Regions from separate parts of the Rattus norvegicus genome. Here region 2 is linked to region 1. Evidence: chromatin contacts called from public Hi-C data. All regions are on one chromosome and are shown on one strand. The core of a region is the stretch at or near the end of the contact, and the rest is flanking DNA. Distances in the headings are between cores, read along the strand shown.

The links. A called contact is a pair of places that touch in the nucleus more often than the background predicts.
Region 2: a contact with region 1 is called in a Hi-C map of the A7r5 cell line, with 5 times the contacts expected there. The contact joins two enhancer-like sites. A contact is called at or near these places in 9 of 12 Hi-C or Micro-C datasets (the A7r5 cell line, the Rat2 cell line, frontal cortex and 4 more).

The regions. Positions count from the first base shown.
Region 1 is chr2:121,240,480-121,246,163 of GRCr8, reverse strand. Anxa5 (annexin A5) reads left to right here. Exons shown (of 13, transcript NM_013132.2): 10 at 982-1,077; 11 at 2,711-2,769; 12 at 2,969-3,091; 13 at 3,560-4,013. The coding sequence ends at 3,622. Among named protein-coding and RNA genes, the nearest start is that of Anxa5, 29 kb to the left of the region's middle. Within about 2 kb of position 3,558, at least 22 of the 93 cell types and tissues checked have an H3K27ac peak or open chromatin away from gene starts, as enhancers often do. A contact at or near this core is called in the A7r5 cell line, where this site is marked.
Region 2 is chr2:121,288,541-121,294,050 of GRCr8, reverse strand. No RefSeq gene overlaps it. Among named protein-coding and RNA genes, the nearest start is that of Anxa5, 19 kb to the right of the region's middle. Within about 2 kb of position 3,045, at least 10 of the 93 cell types and tissues checked have an H3K27ac peak or open chromatin away from gene starts, as enhancers often do. A contact at or near this core is called in the A7r5 cell line, where this site is marked.

The DNA of each region.
Region 1 (5,684 bases), core at 2,309-4,808:
CTTAGCAATCCCTTCACTGCCAGAGGTGGTGGGGGGCATTAGGCTCCGTCAGACACCAAGGAGGGTCTCACTCTAAGAATTACCCTCAGGAGACTGAGACGTCTCCTAAGACTTCATATGCCGTCCAGTTCATAGGCCTGCGTCATTGGAGTAAGTCCGGTAGCAAGTGACAGCCCACATCATGGCTTTGACAGTTGTGCTTCGTTTCTGTGGCTGTGATGTGGCTGGTGTGGCAGAACCAGGCATCTTTCTGTTTCCCTGCCACACTGCTCTGTGCCCTCCCTTGGGTTCCTTCTTCGCTCATTACCTCATCTTCACAAAATGATTCACAGCAAGAGGAGGAGTTAAATTAGTCACGTTTGTAGGTCACTTACTAGGAGGAAGAAGGCTTTTCAGATTCACCTGTTGGTCTCATTGATTGCCAGGGGCTGGAAAATCAGTATTTATGAAATACCATTTAGAAGCCATGTATGATTAATTACGCCTGAGTATTATCACCACGCGTGTGCCTGTCAAGAGCTACAGGCAAGCCGTTGTCATGTGTTCTCCTTATTTGGAGTGTCCTTGTGGGCCGAAGGCCATCTCCAGGCAAATTGTATTTCCCTTGGCCTAATGGGGATCTGTCTGTTAACTCAAGACAAAAACCAAACAGGTATAACCGAATGACATCATAAAGGCTGCCCACATCTCTGGTGAGCTTTTGGGAAGCAGAGACAGGAGGCTCAAAGTTGAGGCCCATCTGTGGGACATCACAAAGTCTTGTCACAAACATTCAAAGCTAAACCAAAATTTAAAAATTCCTAGTTAACGACATTGTTGCAACATAAGTAAATCATGCTTAAGGCACAGGGCTCTGACAGCAAGGAGGACGGGGTGGGGGCTGTGCTTGGACAGATGACACTGGGTGAAAGTTACAGCGTCTCTTTGGAGGGAGTATCTCTTCAGCGAGTATGAAAACACATTCTGTTCTATTTTCTCTAGTGTTTGACAAGTACATGACAATATCAGGATTTCAGATTGAGGAAACCATTGACCGAGAGACCTCAGGGAACTTGGAGAACTTACTCCTGGCTGTCGGTAGGTGAATTCACGACGTGTAGTATTTATTCTTATACGAATTGCTTTCATCCCCTTGAGGCTAAATCTGAAAGTAATCATGTTTCTTCATGGAAAGTAGGGGAATGACATAGCATTGGATGACGCAAACTCTTGAGTTTCCCTTGGGAAGTCCAAGTTGGTGTTCTGAATACTTGGTTATTTACCCGATTATATGGGAGCACCAAGAACATTAGTAGAGACCATCTGAGAGCCACATTAAAAATAGTACTGTGGCCCTCTGATGCCTTGGACACATAGGCCTGCAAGCATGGCTTGTCTTCGATGCCCGCAGGGTTTTAGAAAGCTTTTGAGGGTTGGGGATTTAGCTCAGTGGTAAAGCGCTTGCCTAGCAAGCGCAAGGCCCTGGGTTCGGTCCCCAGCTCCGGAAAAAAAAAAAAAAAAAGCAAGAAAGCTTTTGAATACTCTCCTCACAGCTCTTCATGCAGACTGAGACGTTATCATGGCACAAGAGATAAACCCAGGTCTCTGATGTGACAGGATATGCAGAGTATGGGAAGGTGGTTTTTCTTTTCAGGTCAAATAAGCGCTCAGCATGACTGGAGAAGTGGATTTGCAAGTGGTGTGGATTTTGTGTGCTTTCCAGATCCCGCAGGCCCAGCCTGGGCTCACACGGTCTGAAGGCAGCCTCTGTCTCCTCTGAGCATTTGTGCTGGAGCCAACTTAGTTTAGTAGCCTTTCATCCGAAGACACGTCCAGTGAGGTAGAAACTTGGCTCTTTCATGAGGAAGACACACAAGAAGGTCACAGTTATTATGCGCACTTAATTAAAACTCCAGATCATTTAACCTGAAAACAGCCACCTTCTATCATGTCAAACACATGCTTGTTTGTTTTTTCTCTAGCCAGAGGATAGTTTCTCAGTCTGCCTGAGAAGCTGCTTTTCTTAATCTTTGAAAAGGAAGACTTGAGAGGTATCAGAGCTGAAGGATTCTCATTTTCGTGGCCTGCAGAGTTTTTGTGTCCTTTGCTGAGGGACTCCTATCTGCACGCCCTTAACCCATGTCAGCTGTGGCGTGGAGAGGGTGAGCGGCCTGGCCCAGTGTCTGAACTGCAATGGATACATCCAGGCTGCTTTTGTGAATTGTGAGTTTTAGTTCGGAGAATTCAGAGAGAATTCAGAAAGTCAGTCCGGGCGTTTGCAGAGATTAGAGTAGTATTCTTGTATCATTTGATCGGATGTCTCGGAACAGAAACTTCTAAGCTACTTATATAACTTATCAGTGATGAGGGACGTGGCATTATAACCACCCAGGTGCCAACAAAGACCGCAGAGAACAAAGGGGCACAGAGAAGAGCCTCTTTTCCGGTGCCTTTCTGGACCTGCACAGAGGAGAGCCAAGCTAGAGAGTCAGAAGACAGCCAAGGAGTCAGAAGGCCCTGAGGAGTTGGAAGGCCCTGAGGAGTCAGAAGGCTCTGAGGAGTCGGAAGGCAGCAGAGGAGGAACTAGAGCAGCTTGCAGATGCCCCTCTGCAGGGCACCTCACTTTTACACTTAGAAACAGAGCTAAGAACAGGGGACCGTGTTTGCACTTTGATCACGTCGCTCTTCATGTCTGAATAGCTTTTGACAGTTGTATTCTGTGTTTTTGTAGTGAAGTCTATTCGGAGCATACCTGCCTACCTTGCAGAGACCCTCTACTATGCTATGAAGGTGAGTAGGTAGCCTGCATCTAGTAAATGCAGCCTTCTCTAGTTCTGATTATGCTTCAGATAAGCCTGGGGATGCACGTCTCCTTCAGACATGTAGCCTGTTTCTCCTATACTACGAGACTTTAATGGTTTACCTCAAACCAGGGGCATTTAATGCTGTGCGTGAAGACTTAACACCTGTGCTCTTTTCTCCTTTAAAGGGTGCTGGGACGGACGATCACACCCTCATCAGAGTCATAGTGTCGAGGAGTGAGATTGATCTGTTTAACATCAGGAAGGAGTTTAGGAAGAACTTCGCCACGTCCCTGTACTCTATGATCAAGGTAGAACTCTGGCTTACGTTAGAAACGCACTTACATCAGTCCGTGCACTTAAGACAGTTTCACACACAAGCGTTATGAGGGAAGTCTGAGGAAAGAAAGCATGTGCTAGGCCTGCCTCTGAAGCAAAGCCACGGCATGGGAGGCATGCCCTTGTTAGCCCGAGAGAAACTGGGCATCTGTTTGGAAAGCGTGATGATTTAACATACTTGGAAAGGTTTCCTTGCCCTCCCCACTTCTCGAAGGAAGAACATACTCCACTCCATTAAGAGAACAGCCCTTGAGGGGTAAAATTAGAAAGTTCAACTGGGCGGCATTGGAATTTCCCCATGTGACATTCCTGTCGTGAGAGTCATGCAGAGAAGTTGCCCAGTCGGGAGGAAAGTCACAGGAACACTAGTCACGCTCAGCTCTTTCCTGAGCTGTGGCTTTTGTGAGTCATGGAGTTGACAGAGCATGTTTGGGTTCCAGGGCGACACATCTGGAGACTATAAGAAGGCCCTGCTGCTCCTCTGTGGAGGCGAGGATGACTGAGGAGCTGCCTGGAGTGCCCTGGGCCCGCCTGCTGCCCACCATCAGCTTCCTTCAGCACCACGCCTACTTACGTTCAATGCCTGCCTGCCTGCCACGCTGCCTTACTCACACGAGTGTGTGCTAATGACCAAAGCTGTCTCGAATGAAAGCAGTGTTCTGCTGTTCTGTCTGACATAGACCTTCCCACGTCTCTCAGTCTAGTATCTCTAAGTTGCGTTTTCTATCCTCTTCTAAAGCTTCATTTATATTAAGTTAATAACCATATTACCTTGAACGGAACCTTAGCCATGAAATTGTGAACTCTTGGAAGTGCTGTCAATCAAGCTTAGTGCTCTAGCTGACCTGAAAAATTAAGATGGTCGTAATATCAGAAACGTTGCCGACAAATAAACATTCTCGTCCCTCCAAATCCTGTGTAGGCTCGTGTTTAGAACGCTTATTTAACAATGGTCCCCCTTTGAAAGCAGGCACTTGACCGTAGTATTAGTAAAAGCTAAAAGTATAGTTGGTCTTGGAGTACTAAAAAATGCAGCGCCAGGGACCAAATTTCCTAACACAGAGAGATGAAGGACGGTGAAAGGGTGAGGGAGTGGGGTGTGTGTGCGTGTGTGTGTGTGTGTGTGTGTGTGTGTGCGCACGCGCGTGTGTGCATGTGAGTGTGTGTGTGTGTGTGTGTGTGTGTGTGTGTGTGTGTGTGTGTACGTTTCCTGGCGGGATGAAAGGGGGAGGGTCTCCTGGGAGAGAGGTTTATTTCCTCATCAGATAAGGCAATACTGTGGAGCTTCTAGCAGAAAAAGTAATTTTGCACAACATAAAATTTCAGAGTGTTCGCTTTGGCTTGTAACACTTCTTAGGGTTTTACTGCTGTGAACAGACACCATGACCAAGGCAAGTATTATAAAAGACAACATTTACTTGGGGCTGGCTTACAGGCTCAGAGGTTCAGTCCATTATCATGAAGGAGGAGCATGGCAGCATCCAGGCAGGGATGGTGCGGGAGGAGCTGAGAGCTCTACATCTTCATCTGAAGGCTGCTAGTAGGACACTCCCAGACAGTTAGGACAAGAGTAATAAAGCCCACACCCACAGTGACACATCTACTCCAACAAGGCCACACCTCCCAACAGTGCCCCTCCCTGAGCCAAGCATATGCAAACCATCACATCTCTTTGCCTTCTCCCGTTTGAGACAATCGCAGAAGTTTGTTCTGGTTCTTCCTCTCAGCCCCATATTCCCAGAAATAAGACCCAGACTCAAAATATATTTATAAATACCTTGGCCAGATAGCTAGGCTCTTGTCTGACTAGCTCACAACTTCAAATAGCTAATGTATTCTAACCTATGTCCTGCCACGTGGCCCTGTGCTCAGGCACCATGTGTCTGTCTCGCCACAGATAACACAGTATTTTTTAGAAAGCCATTTCTTCAGCCTTGCCTTCCTGTTTCCTGCCTTTGAGCGCCTCAGAGTGGAGTTACTTTGCTATTGTACGTACGCTATATACTTATGGTTACTTTTTCCCTAACTAAAATGTTAATTTCCCTTTTAAATACTAACAGCGACCTTCTCACAGCCCTCACTGCTCTACAAAATAACCAAGGAAAGTGTAAAAGTCAAGTGTGTGATAATGTGAAGTTGGACCCCCCCACACACACACACACACTCCCGCCCACGCTCCGCAGGCGCGGAGCCTCAGTCTATCATGTAAACTGTGCACCAAAAGCTTGCTGGTTCGAGAGCTCTGAGCTTGCTGTGGTGGCTCACACCTGTGATCCCAACACGGAGGAGGCCGAGGCAAGAGGACTGCTGGGAGTTCCAGGCCAGCCTGGGCTACAATAGGAAACTATATCAGAAAGAGAAAAGGGCTTTACCATGCGCTGCACTTTTCCGGTTTGTACCCCTGCCGGATCTTGCTGTGAAACTGTTGTGAAAACACTAGTTCTTTTCAGAACTCACGTTTAAAGAGACTCATTAGTTAATCTAAATGAGAACAGTAAGGTATAGAGTTCTTGGAGGGACAGGCTTATACCACATAGCCTAATCTAACATTCATCTCCAGACACC
Region 2 (5,510 bases), core at 1,796-4,295, 48 kb before region 1:
GCGCCGCTGCCGCCCGGCTCCTTTCTATCTTTCTTAAAACACCTACTTTAACAAGCTGTTTTTGACTTTCATTTGGAAAGTTTAAAAAGAAAAAAAAAAAAGCCAGAAGCTGCCTGAGCCCACAGCCTGGCACAGCACCAGAGAAGCGAATGCGTGAACATGCTGACTCAGCGCCTGGAATCGCTTGGGCTTTGCACGCACAGCTGGTGAAAAAAATAACCAGTCAGTAAAAATAATCTAGGTGAATCTTTGCTTCTTTGTTTTAGACAGGGTCTTACGTAGCCCAAGCTGCTTTAAGTTCCTTTGTAGTCAAAGAGACCCTGAACTTCCGGTTCTCCTGCCTCCACCTCCCTGGGGTTGGGATTGCAGGCACGAGCCGCCATGTCCAAGAATATGCTTGCCTCTGTTCCTTAAAGAGGACTTGAAAAGAGGGAAGAGACAGTAAGACTTTTAAAATGTAAATATTTTCAGAAGACGGAAAGGTTAAAATATTTTGCTGTAAGTCATTTCAAGCAGAAGTGTGAAAATCACTCTTTAAAAATGCACCGGAAACAGGCGGTAGATATATGCAGGCCAGGCTTCTCTCAGAATGCGTTGGAGCATCTGTAACGAAGTATATGTGATTTGGTTCATTTCAAACAAAGCTTAAAGTAGGGGCAACACAAAGTAAAATGTAAGTAAAGGAATAGGTTGAAGTAGCAAACAAGTCCTTTTTTCTGGGAAGGAATGGTGGTTTCAAATCAAACACTTCTTACACGAAGGCTGCCGAGAATTTTGTACTCATGAGCACATGAACTTTGTCTTCTTTGTATGTGTGTTTAGTGTGCATACAGTGTGCGCATGCTTGAGTATGTGTGTGGGCGCTGATGCAGGTGTATATGCCGATTGCATGTGTGTCCCTGTGCATGTGGAGGCTGGAACTTGATGTCAGGGATCTGCCTCATCCCTTTCCATTTCAGATGGTCAGGTGTAGTCTCGCACGCGCGCACAGAGCCCCCTGATCAGCCAGTCCAGCTAACTAGGGAACTCTTTCTTCTGCCTTCTAAACTCTGGGTTACAGATGGGCCATCACGCCTACCTGACATTTGTGTAGGCTTTGGGAGTTTGATCGCCAGCCCTCATGCTCAGACGCCAAGGGTCTTACCCACGGATCTCCCCAGTCCCCTCCTCGCCCTCCCTTTTGAGACATTTTCAGTGTATCCCTAACTTGCTATGGAGATCAAGCTGGCCTTAAACTCAGAAATCCTCCTGGCTCTGCCTCTCACGTGCTGAGATTGAAGGCGTGGCTCACCACCGCCAGCTCTCTCTACTTTTAAAGTTAAAAGAAACATGGCTTTTTTCCCTTACGAATAAGCAACTTTTACTTTCTAGAATCGTTTGGTTAGACAGACATTAGAAAATTATTTGTTATTAATTTCTTCGCTCTCGACTTTTCTATCTTGATCCGGCTAGATTCCTGCTGTGACCTACAGCTACAGCTTCTGTGTGCCTTTGGAAGCTCCACTGGTCTCCACAGAGCAAAGAATCAGGGGTGTGGTAGGTTAAAAAAGGAACTTGAGTCATGACTCTATGAAACCGCTTGGGGGCGACATCTCGCCGCTGTCTCTTGCGGACCCGGGCAAAGCAGTGGGCCCCAAGTTGCAAAAGCTCATCAGAAAGTTTGAGAACCCAGTTCAGCTCTGGCCCTGCTCTTTGTCTGCATAAGGCTCTTCCGTGCTGATGAAAGCTGTGCATCCTGAGTCCTGGGTCTGAAACAGCATCCTCCACAGCAGGCTGTCTCCAAACCTGGGCTGAGGGCTATGCTATCAATTCCGTGAGCAAGGATAGCCATCAATGTTCACCCAAGACCCAGACATTCACGACGGACAGGCAGCTGGAAGTGGCTACCCACTAAGTCAAGCAGAAAGCCCCAGTATGGAAAGTGTCCTATTTAGTAGCAAAAAATAATGTCTTTCCTACTGGGATCCAGGACCCCAATAGGAAAAATTCTCTGCCAGGTCAAAACCCACCTGAAAGGCTAGGCCTGAGAAAGTCACTAAACTGTTTTAGCGGTTCTTCTTGACACCGGCTCCTTCACTGGCAGTCAAAGCTGCCAAGTAAGCCAGGGTTCCCAACATTAAGCCCCGGACCAAATGTCCTTCCTTAAACTGTACCCTCCCACCCCCGCCCCTTGACTCATTGAGAAAAAGGGAACATCTAATTCTCCGGGTGGGGTGGGGAGAGGGGAGTGTCTCTAAATGGGAGCATTTATGAAATAGAACATTTTTTTTTTATGTGAGTACACTGCAGCTGTCCTCAGACACACCAGAAGAGGGCATCAGATCCCATGACAGATGATTGTGAGCCACCATGTGGGTGCTGGGAATTGAACTCAGGACCTCTGGAAGAGCAGTCAGTGCTCTTAACTACTGAGCCATCTCTCCAGCCCGAAGTAGAACATTATAAGTTGTTTGTTTTTGCAAATTTCTTGAGGGTAGTGAATGAAAACAAGCACGCGATTCCTCCTAGGAATGGCTGAAGAGAAGGTTTTTATTGCAGATATGAGGGACAGAAGAGCCAGAGGCATCTGGAAAAGTCCAGACTGAACATGGCCGCAGAATAGGTCAGCCATGAGAGGAGAGAGGAGAGGGACAGCAAGAGAGGAAGAAGAGAAAGGGACAAGAGAGGGGACCAGGAGAGGAAGACGAACCAAGAGGCCAAGAGAACAAAGAGTAACCAAGAGTGATCAAAATGAGTGGGTTATGTAGGAACCAGAACAACAGCGATGCTCAGGGGATGGAGAGGTTTGTGGGCGGGGGGTGGTACTGAGAGAGGCTGAGAGAGCCTGGTCACTGGTATCTATCTGCCTTTGTGAGTTAAATAGGCACTTCAATTAATCATTTGTCCCTATTTCTTTGGGACCTAACAGACAGGAGTCGTCAAAGAACCGCACAGGCCTGACAGACCTCAGCAGGTCTTGTACACACAGATCGGAGACTTCCGTGAGCTGTGAGCTGACTCTCCTACACACTTCTCACAGAGTCCGCCAGGTGGCGCTGCTTTCTGCCTCCAATCCAAAGGGGGCACGTCTCCAGCCAAGAGAGGCCACAGCCATGAGTTTGCTGCACAAGGCTGAGTGATTCATATCCGACAGTTAGCAAATGTCCAATCATGATAGCTGCTGTTATCGTTACTAAATAAAGATAGCTAATAATTCATTAGCTGTTGGCCCTGGGCCACCTCCAGGGAGGAGGTACAGACCTTACAGATAGCTCAGTGACTCAGAATATTAAATTAGCCACTGGCGCAGGATTTTAAAAGTGATACCATTACTTTCCGGCACCCCTGACCTGCCTACTTTCCGGCCAACCTGATTTTGCCAATATATTGGGAAGCAAGATGGAGGTCACCACCACAGGGCTAAGGCTTCTAACTTTGGTTTGGGTCCAGGGTGAGCCGAGAGAAAGTCTCCAGACGTTGCTTGTTGTCTAATAGAAAATGCAGCTTCCCAGATACTTAGCTTTGGCATGACTGGCGTTGAGGCTGGATACTTCCTTGTTGTCTGGGGCTATGCACGCTTTAGGGATGCTGGCAGCTTCTTCTGCTTACCAGAGACCAGAGGCAACTTCCCCTCACATAACTCCGATAAAATTAAAAAAAAAAAACAACACCTGGTTATTTTCTTGTCTGTTTAATAAATGATCTGTGACTAGTGGTGGGCTGTGATATGTTGAGACCCCTTCACTTACGTTTTGTAGCTGGATGTGGTACAATGTTGACAGAAACTGCTAGGGGACATTACTGCCTTACTATTTTAGTATGACTGTACAATATCTAATAATGGTTTGACTTATAGTCTTTTTAAGAGAAACTGTATTCTGTACCTAACAGAAGTAATTCTAGTGCATCTACTGATGGAGGGAGGGAACCCTAAGAACGCCATGGTTTGGGGCATCACTGCTCCTGGTCCCTCTGTAGTGACACAGGCTGAGGAGGCCTGGGTCTATGGTGGCTTAGGAGGATGAATTGGGTGCTACTCCAAGAAACTTTTTTTTAATTAATTTATTCTCTCATATATTACATCCCATCCACAATTTTCCCTCCTTCCTCTCCTTGCAGTCCCTCGCCCCGCCACCTCCTGCCTCCTCATCCACTCCTCCTCCATTTCCTTTCAGAAATGGGCTGACCTTCCAGGGGTATCAACCAAACATGGCATATCAAGTTATAACACGATTAAGCACCTCTTCTCATAATAAGGCTGGACAAGGCAATTCAGTGGGAGCAGAAGGGTCCTAAAAGCAGGCAAAAGTATCAGGGACAGCCATGCTCCCTCTGTTAGGAGTCCCACAAAAACACCATGCTAAACAACTACAACATATATATGCAGAAACGCTAAGTAACAAGGAGGGTCCCAGAGGGGGATGCACGGATCTCCCTGGGAAGGAAAAATAGGATAGATATTGTGGTGGACTGAGGGCAGGTGGGCATGGGAACAGGAGAGAGCCTGAATGGGTCTAGCCCAGGTTCTCTAGGGAACATTTGAGGACAATCCTGTGGTTCGTTTGTTCTGTTACAACTTGAGACACAGTCATGGGCATCTGTGGCCAGCAACTCACCTATGTAATCCTTGGCAACTTCACCTCTGTCTCATTTTCTTCATCTTCAAGAATTAGAATAATAAGAACAACTTCTCTGTTCCACATATGAAGGTTAAATTAAGTCAAAACTCTTTTTTTCTTTCTTTTTCTTTTTTCTTTTCTTTTCTTTTCTTTTTTTTTTTTTCCTTTGGAGCTGGGGACAGAACCCAGGGCCTTGTGCTTGCTAGGTAAGCACTCTACCACTGAGCTAAATTCCCAACCCGCAAAACTCTTAAAATAGGAAATCACACACAATGTGTGCTTCATCCCTGGCTAACAGAGCCCTGGAGTATCATTCTCTTGTCTGTGTGCCACATGACATAGATCTGGCGGAGTTCTCTTCTCTCGGGAGCTCTGTTTCCATAGGACCCTGGTCTCGGGAAGCAGTTCTTCCAGCAGTGTGAGCGACGTCTTGGTGCTGCCTAGCAGTAACAGCCACAGCAACACCAACAGCCACGGCGAGTGCACACTGAGCATTAAACACACTCAACAACCCTGGGAAGGGGGCTCTATCGCTAACTTCCTGGATTGAGATGAAGACGGGTGAATTATTTGTAAAGTTCCGTAGTTGGAACAAGGACATCTAACTAGTAAAGCCCCACTCTCGACAAACACATACTGAACAGACATTTGTCTCCCGTGTGTTTGAGACTCTGAGAACTGTGATTAAGATACACTTCAAATACTCAGAAGGCTTGTGATCCAGCAGGTGACACAGACACACACAGAAGAACGTTCATGGGGCATTATGAGAACAAGAGGCCAGTGTTTGGTACAATGGAAACACTAACGGGGCAATGACAGTTTTCTGGGTACTTCTCTTAGGGAGATAAAGGGACCTTTAAATGGATGAAAAATGTCCAAGGTGGTTCCAGAATATAGAACATAGATTGC